Linked DNA regions of Mus musculus: regions 1 and 2 are each linked to region 3. Evidence: chromatin contacts called from public Hi-C and HiChIP or PLAC-seq data. All regions are on one chromosome and are shown on one strand. Each heading gives the region's core, a stretch centred on a gene start, on an enhancer-like site or on the middle of the called end of the contact. The rest is flanking DNA. Distances are from core to core; before and after follow the strand shown. Region 1 has its middle 58 kb from the start of Gm52391. Region 2 holds the start of Zdhhc6 (zinc finger, DHHC domain containing 6). Region 3 overlaps 4930552P12Rik (RIKEN cDNA 4930552P12 gene).

The links. A called contact is a pair of places that touch in the nucleus more often than the background predicts. HiChIP or PLAC-seq counts read pairs in DNA pulled down with a chosen protein or histone mark.
Region 1: a FOXA1 HiChIP or PLAC-seq map of pancreatic cancer cells shows a contact between it and region 3. The contact joins two enhancer-like sites. A contact is called at or near these places in 1 of 484 Hi-C or Micro-C datasets (embryonic stem cells) and 1 of 115 datasets of contacts at active chromatin or transcription factors (pancreatic cancer cells).
Region 2: a contact with region 3 is called in a Hi-C map of B cells, with 6 read pairs. The contact joins the promoter of Zdhhc6 here to the enhancer-like site in region 3. A contact is called at or near these places in 1 of 484 Hi-C or Micro-C datasets (B cells) and 3 of 115 datasets of contacts at active chromatin or transcription factors (bone marrow-derived macrophages, microglia and pancreatic cancer cells).

What each region holds. Positions count from the first base shown.
Region 1 is chr19:55,994,201-55,997,190 of GRCm38.p6, forward strand. No RefSeq gene overlaps it. Among named protein-coding and RNA genes, the nearest start is that of Gm52391, 58 kb to the left of the region's middle. Within about 2 kb of position 1,626, at least 19 of the 459 cell types and tissues checked have an H3K27ac peak or open chromatin away from gene starts, as enhancers often do. A contact at or near this core is called in pancreatic cancer cells, where this site is marked.
Region 2 is chr19:55,314,476-55,317,474 of GRCm38.p6, forward strand. Zdhhc6 (zinc finger, DHHC domain containing 6) reads right to left here and starts at 1,561. Exons shown (of 11, transcript NM_025883.4): 1 at 1,321-1,561; 2 at 1-297. The coding sequence starts at 92. Vti1a (vesicle transport through interaction with t-SNAREs 1A) reads left to right here and starts at 1,582. Exons shown (of 8, transcript NM_016862.4): 1 at 1,582-2,069. The coding sequence starts at 1,976.
Region 3 is chr19:55,641,909-55,644,726 of GRCm38.p6, forward strand. 4930552P12Rik (RIKEN cDNA 4930552P12 gene) reads right to left here. Exons shown (of 4, transcript NR_045318.1): 3 at 1,520-1,693; 4 at 1-643. Among named protein-coding and RNA genes, the nearest start is that of Gm41871, 58 kb to the right of the region's middle. Within about 2 kb of position 1,438, at least 219 of the 459 cell types and tissues checked have an H3K27ac peak or open chromatin away from gene starts, as enhancers often do. A contact at or near this core is called in B cells, bone marrow-derived macrophages, microglia and 1 more, where this site is marked.

The sequences.
Region 1 (2,990 bases), core at 376-2,875, 350 kb after region 3:
TGCAGTATTTAAAAAGTAAAAAGAATTCCCAACGTTCCTTCTTCACATACGAACCAGAGCTAAGTTACTTCATCTCACTTTTCTGACCCCATTAGAAACTTGTCCTATCTTGAAAGAGTCTTGAGTTTGACAGATGAGCACAGGTCTTGGAGACCCTGCCCTGTAGCTTCTAAAACCCTACACCTTACCTCGGAGCACAGTAGGGGCTGATGCAACGGCTCCGTGCAGGGAGCAAAATGGAAGAGACCTGTCTGCCCACCGTCCCCTTTCACCCCATGTCTATCTGCCCTTCCTCCAGCGCTCAGCAAGCCCATAGGTCTCTGTATGCTTACCTGCGCTGCTCTCGGCTTGACTTGCTCATTTATTCACCAAATATTTACTGAACACCTGCTGCATACCCAGCACCATGTGAGGAACTGAGGAGAGAAACACAAACAACAGATGATCCCCCTAAGAAGCTCACAGTTCAGTGGGGGAGGAGAACCTACAAGCGAATTGATCATTAGGAATCCCTCTTGTCACTCAGGTCACTTGTCACCTCCTTCAGGAGGCCTCTTTCCTTCTCCCTTCTGGTCCTGCAGAACCGACCACTCTCTCTGTGTTGTCCTTCTTCACGGATGCTGGTCCAGTGCTCATTACATTGTGGGGAGGGGGCAGGAGCATGGATATCCTCTGGCTCACAAGCTCCAGTGGGAAACAATCTGAAGAGGGATGTTATTTCTATCTACATCTGTTTCTGTTGTTTACCAGTTGTGTGATTTAGGCTAAGTGACTTCATTTCTCTAATCTCAGGTGTCGTATGGGGTGTTTCCTACCCGGAAGGGTTATATTGAGGACTGAAAAGTGAAGAGAGCACATACCTGTAGTTACTGCTAATTTCCTTCTCCTATCTGAATTTCAGCATCTCTTAGCGCTAAGCATTGGTGGGATCACTTGGAAAGGAATAGGATGGAGTCTTAAGTCATTTAAAAGTCGGTAAATAAGTGTGGGGAGATAATTAACAGGGGAGTCTGCTGGAGCCTTGGGCTGGGAGGTAGAGGACTTCAGGATGCTGGACTCAACATCTGTCCTCCATAGCGATGGTTCTCATTGTGGGGGTGGGGTGGGTGTGTGGAACGCGGGTGATTCCCCTCCTCCAATGGCATTTTGTAAGGCCCGGAGACATTTTGGTTGTAACGATTCTAAATATCTTACAATACCCAGGATGGCCTCCTCTCGCCTCAGCAAAAAGAACCCTTTCGTTCAATATGTTTAATGGTCACAAGTTTGGGAAACCCAATTTAGAGCCTTTTTACTCAAAATGTGGTCTTCAGACCAGCAGCCTCAACGTCATCAGAGTGATCGTCAGAGTTGCAGAATCCTGGCTCTTGCCTACTACATCAGAATCTGTTTTTTATCAGCTCATTGTGGATGTGAAGACATACACTCCAGTCAGGGAAGAAGGCTTCTAGATAGGATTAGGACTGACAATGAAAAATCCAGTACTCAGGGTAGACAGTCCTCAGGCTATACAGAGCCCAGACTGTACAGTGCTCAGGCTAGACAATGCTCAGGCTAGAGAGTGCTCAGGCTTTACCCCATAGCAATGAATCAGAACCCCTGGGGAAGACCCTGGACACAGACATGTTTAAAATCTCTCAGATGATCTCAAAGGGGAGCTGGGATGGCAAGTCATCTACAAGCCCATGCTCTGATGATGTGGGGAGATTTGTCAGCGAATGTTGGTTCTAAAATAAACAGAGTTCAAGGGCTGGGGAAAGGACTCATTCAGTAAGCATTCCTACAAGCACGGGGACCCAAGTTCAACAAGCAGAAACTGGAAATGCTGGAAACTTGTAATTCTAGTGCCAGGAGGCACAGATAGGCAGATATCAAGGGATTGCTTGCTGGCCAGCCAGCCCAGCTTCAGGTCTTAGTAAGAGACGTGTCTCAAAAACAACAACAACAACAACAACAACAGCAACAACAACAACAAGGCTTTTGAAAGAGAAACTGGAGGCTAACCTCTGGTCTCCACACATATGTGCATGTATATGCATGCCACAGGCACAGTGGTGCACCCATACTTACACACAGTCTCTCTGCATATAAAAATCTGGGTAGAGTATATTCAACTATTCATGGTGCCCATTTTGTTGTGATCTGTGGAAGCTCATAGGTCCTACTAAGACAGTTGTGACCATAGTTTGAGTCATGACCACACATGCGTCAGTTTTCTTGTATACTGAATTTTTTCTTTTTGATTATCCTCTGAGGGATTTGACAGATAAGCAAACAGATGAGTGAATGGTGTTATCTAAGTACTAGTGTGGAAGATGTGTGCCCTGGATATTAGACACAGGGATCCACTCACCAATAGGCTCTCCATGGAAGAAACAGGATCCCAGGAAGGCTTCAGAGTTAGGTCTCCAAAGAGGAAAGAGCACACGTCTGCTTCCTGTCTAGGCTGTTCTGAAAAGCGAGCCTATTTAGACTTAGGGTCTAAATGCATTCCTTCTAAGCATTTCGCACTCTGACTTCTAATTAACACGGGTCCCTACTTCTTCCTGGCTCTCAGTCATTAATGATCATATCAGTGCTCAGCAGATAAAGGCTTCTTCTTACGGTGGTTGAGGGGAAAATAAGGGTTCCAGCAGGTTCTGTGGCTCCTGCCTCCTAGGTGGAATGGGAGCCCTTCTGCACACCAGTACATGAATGACCTTCACTTCTTAAAAACAGGTCATAGTTTTATCATGCTGGGATAAAGGGTTAGAAATGGGCTAACCTCATCAAACACTTCCGTATCTGATCTGACCTTCCTAGCCGAGGGTCATGGACACCATGGAAGGGTTCCATTTGCTGGGTGATTTCCAGTGTGGTTGTCTTCTCCTCTGAGTTTTGGCTGTTGAGTTAAGTGGGTGTGCTGTGGGAACTTGGGGTAAATGGCCTCATTCCTAGTGCCTGGGAAGCTGGGAGGGTGGAAAACCCATACTGTGCTTGGCTGGGAGAGT
Region 2 (2,999 bases), core at 311-2,810, 330 kb before region 3:
ATAACACCCAGGGCTATGATGGGACCCCAATGACACAGTCTCCTTAAGTCTTGAAGATTTTCAAACTTGATTACTGAGCAGAATATGCCCATCTTGGTGAAGAATGACTTCTTTCTTCTAAAGAACTAGAGATCTCCTTTTCCTGTGCACACATTTCTGTGTGCAACAAGTCCATGTGTGTGCCTGAGCTGTCATGCCTTTGGCTGAAGGGTCACTGAGGTGGGGTATGTCATTTTCAGTTGTGGCCTCCAGAACTCTGTATCTCACAGGAGAATATAGGTTGATTTGAAACACAGCCTAAAGAAAACAAGATGGGAAAACTCCGTTTAGAAAGTCCATATGCCATTTATTTAATATTTAACTCCAAGGAGCACTTGACTCAGCACCTCGAAAGCACACTAGTGTGGAGTTCACCTCTTATCGAGAACAAAAATAATTACTTTGGACCTATCCAGAATACAGTCCGAGCTTGAAGTGCACGAAAACCGGACATATTAAACAGTTTTCCTCTTCTGTTCAAAGTGCCAGAAAGGATCGACTACTCCTAGCTTAGTGGATCGTTAGAGAGAACAAAGACTTAGGGAGCTGAGAAGCAGGGTCTTATCTAATTATCACGTATCTAATTCTTCCTAGAACAGAAACTGGCTTAGAGAGACTGTGATTATATCGACCGACCAAGGTCACAAGTAACAGCTAAGTCCAGAATAGAAGCACCAAACTTCTTTTTTAGGACGTTCTAAACTGCCTCCCAACGAGTTGTGAATTAACTGTGACATGCTCTACGCATATAATACTTTGTGTATTAATAACTGGGCACTTGTTCTCCCAAGCGCCAACATTAGCAATCGATCGGGGTTAAAGGTACAGGAAGAAGGGTGAGATTAAAACGAGAAGGCCGCATGTGTGTGCGCGAAAAATCACAACTGAAGCAGTGCACGAGAACGAGCACAGAGTGGATTTAAGCGGGCGGGGGGGGGGGGATAATTCCCTCCGGGGCCGAGGGAGAAGGGAAGAAGGCACGCACGGGGAATAGTTGTAGACCTGAGTTCTGAATGGAGTGAAATGAGCCGGGAAAAGACCTATGACACATGGGTATGACGTATGCGTAACGGATTCCCACGGAGCAGATGCGCCAGCCCGGTCGGTGCCTGCCTCAGTTTCCCGCCCATGTAGTGGTGCGGGATGCTCTGGGATCTTCACTCACAGGACAAACGTCTTATTAAGCGAGGTCTGGGCTCGATATTTTGGAGATGCTGGGTCGACTAGGTCGAGGCGAAGACCGCCTCGTAAGCGGGTTGCACCCCCTGCGGTGACTCCCACCTCAGTCTGGTCTCCGGTGCCCGCTCCACAGCCATCGCATTTCCGGGACGGCCCGGGCTCAGCGGAACAGATTTTCTCCTCCTTATAGCTCTGTCATGAGCGCTTCAGTCTGAGCAAGCCGAATGCGAACCCTGACGGCGAGACCTGCGCGGGGAACTCGGACCCGCGCGTCTCTGGTTCACGCGGCCGCCGTGAGCCTCCCGCTCGGGTCCTCGGCGCAAGCTCCGCCACAGCCACTTCCGGTCGGTGCGCGGCGTCAATCTTCCCTCGGAAAGCCCGCGCCTGCAACTTAGAGTTTGGGGGCGCTCCAGCCGTTTCTCTGGAGCTGCAGTGTGGGGGACGTGTATTCTGTGATACCCGAGAGCATGTGGGCTTTCGTAGTCTTTTTTTTTTTTTAGGGGTCACCGAAAGTGAACTTTTTCTTTAGTTTTACGTTCGAAGATTTGGGTGGAAAGGAAAAGGCGCAGGCAGCGCAGTTTCCGGAGGACAAGGACTGCGTAGAGCAACCAGGAAGCGGCAGGGCTGGGAGTTGTTCCCGGTTCCCGCTGTGCTGTGGAGACTTCTTCACAGGGTCCCTGCGCCGAGGCCGGGCGCCCTTGGCGAGTCCCGCTCTGAGCGCTAGAACCCGGCTCCGGCCGGCCGTGCCCGAGCTGCCATGTCTTCCGACTTCGAAGGGTACGAGCAGGACTTCGCAGTGCTCACTGCTGAGATCACCAGCAAGATTGCAAGGGTCCCTCGGCTCCCTCCCGGTGAGTACCCTGCCCGGCCGGGCGGGGGCGGCCTGGAGAGCCGGGGGCCGCGGAACGCCGCCTGGGCACGCGGGGCTCGCTGGCGCGAGGCTGCTGTGGGTGGTGCTGGCGGCCCGGGGAGGGGTGCGTTCTGGGTAGTAGGTTGTGATTGGCATTAAATGTGCTTCAAATGCAAAGCACCTTCTGCGTGGAAACCATTTTGGGGGGGTGGCGCCTGTTTCCTACCCCACCGCTTTTTAAAAGCTTGTATAGCCTTGGAAACATTGCTCTGCATCTTGATTTCTTCTTTTTTCCTTTTCTTTTTTTTTTTCTATCTTTTTTTATCTTTTGTAAAATATGAGTATTCAAAGGAACTGTGTGAAAGTATCAAGATTGTGGATCTGTAAATGCAGCAGCAGCGTTGTCGTTTTAGTCAATAATTCTGTTATCCTTATTCGTGGCACACTAGAATGACGAGCTAGGATGCCTGAATTCAAGTCTAACCCTTGCCACTTAGAAGTTGTCTCCTAGGCAAGTTTTCGTTATCCTTCAAAACTTCCTTCTTGGTTCGAGAGACTCGTACCTCTCTCAGGGCGGTTGTGAAGATTAACTGATACGCAGCTGTGAAGCCCTGTGTCTTAGCTCTTGTTAGGATTCCTATTTTTCAGACCTCTGCCCTGATTCTGTGATTCTCATCTTTCTTGGGTATCTATAACCCAGTTTTATATGAAACTTCGTACAGGACAACTTTGCTCACTTTTACAATTCAGCATCCTCCAGGTATTACCCTGCATGCTAGGTTGTCAACAGTGGGAAGGTGGGAGCCTTGTCTGATTTTCTTGACATTTCTTTTCTAAGGGCTCAGATTTTTTTTTTTTTTTTTTGTGAATAAGCAAGGGATTGTTATATAATACTTTGTGACTTATAAGATAGTGTTTTAGGATTTTTTCT
Region 3 (2,818 bases), core at 188-2,687:
CTACAGCCTCCTGTAGCCTCTGGAACCTCCCCTCCCTGCTGACAGCTAAGGTATGATGGGGATTGGAACCCAGGGGGAGCATGTCTCTCCCTTCAGGCCAGACACTTACACCCTCACTCTGTGGAACTTCTCAAAACAGGGCATTTAGGAAGCGCCAGGAGGCTGGTTCCCCAAATCAGTAGGGGCCTTCACTGCTGGACCTAAACAGCAAACAGATAATGTGAGTCTCCTCAGGGTCCCTCGGCTGACTGGCAGTTTCCAGTGAGAGCTTGACCCAGGCTACCCCATGGGACAAAATTACAGTGGCCCTAGCTGCCACTCAAGAGGGCCCTTCTGTGTACATGACTACTCTGTCCTTCCATAACTTAGGTCATCCAACTGTATACAGGCCTCAGCCATACCCAACAAGCCAAGCAATCGCTGCTCCGTGTCCAAGCCGGTAGGCTCGTCGCTTTCGTAACTGCTCCCAAGCCTTCTCTCAGGATAAAAAGAGACCTCCCAAACCTAGGGCGGCCCATTGGGTGTGGCTGGCAGTCCCATATTCTCCTGGTGGTGGGGCCAGGAAGCAGAGCTGCAGACCATGGCTTCTCTTCCCGGGTGGCACCCAATTGATGGCCTGTCAGCTTCGAAAATGTTTTCATCTCTGGAAGAAACAACGCGTGAAAGAGCAGTTCTGAAAGCGGAATTAAGAGCTTGTTAGACACGGGCCTTGGGTCAGGGTAGGTGGCCTATCTGGGGGGCCTTGGAGGAGACATGCTGGGATTCTTTTTTTTTTTTTTTAACCCAGCCGTTCTCCCCCACAGTTCCCCGCTTAATGAAGCCGTTGTACAAGGCCCTGGGAGAGCCCACATGCTCCAAAGTAGTACCAAGTGTCCCATTACTGTAAACGGCCTTTTAGTTTTAAGCTAATGCTATATTTGGAAAGTAATAAATCCTGGGGAAATGATACTGAGACTAACGGGGAACATATTACCTTTCATGTGTGTTTTTCATGTTTAAGATTTCTTTGTTATTATCTGAGGAGTGAGGCTCTGCACACACTCTTGGGCAAAAAAAAAAAAAAAAAAAAAAAATAAGCCTTAAAGCAGTAATATTTTAATAAGCATCAAATGTCTTCGATGAGATAAAAGTATTATATAGTGTTTTGATATTGGGCTTTAGTTAAAGCCTCATTAAAAAAAAAGAAGAAGAAATTTTTCTCAGATGTACTGAGGGTTAGTGGGGATGTATTTTTAAATTCAGGTGGAAGGAAAAGTTCCAGTTTGGGTCAATTATGCTAATTAAATGCCACAAATGACTGAAATTGCCAGCGAATGGACTTATTTGTTGTTTATGCTATTGCCATTGATCAAAACCAGCAGCTAATGGCTTGGGAACTGGCTGGAGGCCTTGGTCTGAAGGAAGAGCAAACGCTGTGCACCAATCAGAGCCTTGGCTTACAGAAGCCTGGGGTTTCCCCAGCACTGCACTTCTTCTGTCAGAGTTTTGTGACAGCCCAGGCTGCCTCTCTGAAACTCACCTTCATTTGTCAATGAATGTTGGTCCTGTTCCCAGCCCCAGCTGGTAGGCACTGGAGGGGCCCAGGTTACAAAACGAAACCAAGACTCCTATTTCTTCACACACAGCCCGCACCCAGGCTAGAGCTCTGGGCTTGTCGAACCGAAAGGGAAAGCCATTAAGATTCTGCATTTGGCTGTAGAAAATGAGGAAACTGGGCGTTAGAGAGAGGAACTGATCTGCCCAAGGGCACACAGCAAGCTCATTGCAGAACCAAGAATAGAAAGGCTATCTCGGGAGTCCCAGTATCGGTCTCGTGCCTCACGCCCCCCCTCCCCCCCGCCCCGCTGTGATACAATGGAACTTCGGCTGCGCTCCCCTCCCACCCCCATACTCTCAGCTCCCTGCTGTGACAGTATGTCCCTTCTCAGTTGGTGACATAAGCACAAGCTTCAAGATTGGAATCAGGCAGTGGGTATGCCTCTGTGTCTTCATCTCTTAACTGAGAACAGGGTCAGGTTTCTACTGCAAAATGGAACGCCAAGGTTGAGGAGCCCGCTCCATCAGTAAAAAGCCTGCTGGTGCAAGCCTTTGGGCCTGACTCCCATCTCCAGAACCGAACCCAAGTAAAACAAAACAAAAAGGGCCATGCGCGCACGCGCACCCCCTCCCCCATACGTGCACCCCCCCCCAATCCTCCCACGGAATGCAGTTGACTCTGGAAAGATGGGACCTCAAAGCTGGCAGGGGACCCGTGGCATCAGGCTGATGTGTGGACGCCAGCATGCTCATGTAACTCCTTGACTCCAAATATTCTCAGGGTCGGCTCTCCAGGTGAATAACACTTCCAGAAAAGCTGCTACCGGAGGGAAGACATCAGGAACCTGGGAAGGAGGGGAGGTCCACAGACAAGGGTGACACCTCCACTTTGTCTCATTCAGGACCCGTTTGAGTGCTGTTCCCCATCTGCCTGGTTCCCTGGCAGGATGAGTGGGCTCTTCTCATATGAATCAGAATCACAGCTAGGCTAGCTGGGGGCGCCTTTACCTCACCAGTCTGGGCTTCTGGTCCTGCTTCAGCCACCTGACACGGAGCACTTCAGTGACTTTTCGCTCTGAGCCTCAGTTTGCTGGTGTGCAAAGTGGGAGGCCTTGTCTTGGAAAGCTGCAGTCGGCATGGCTTGCCAGGAGGCAGTTTCTGAGTATTGGGGACACAGAGCAACCAGGATTGTCTCAGCTTCGTCCTTGGGGATGTGTAGATAATTCCCAGCCACAGATAATGCTCGAGTAAAATTTGGGGAATTTCGAACTCTGCAAATATT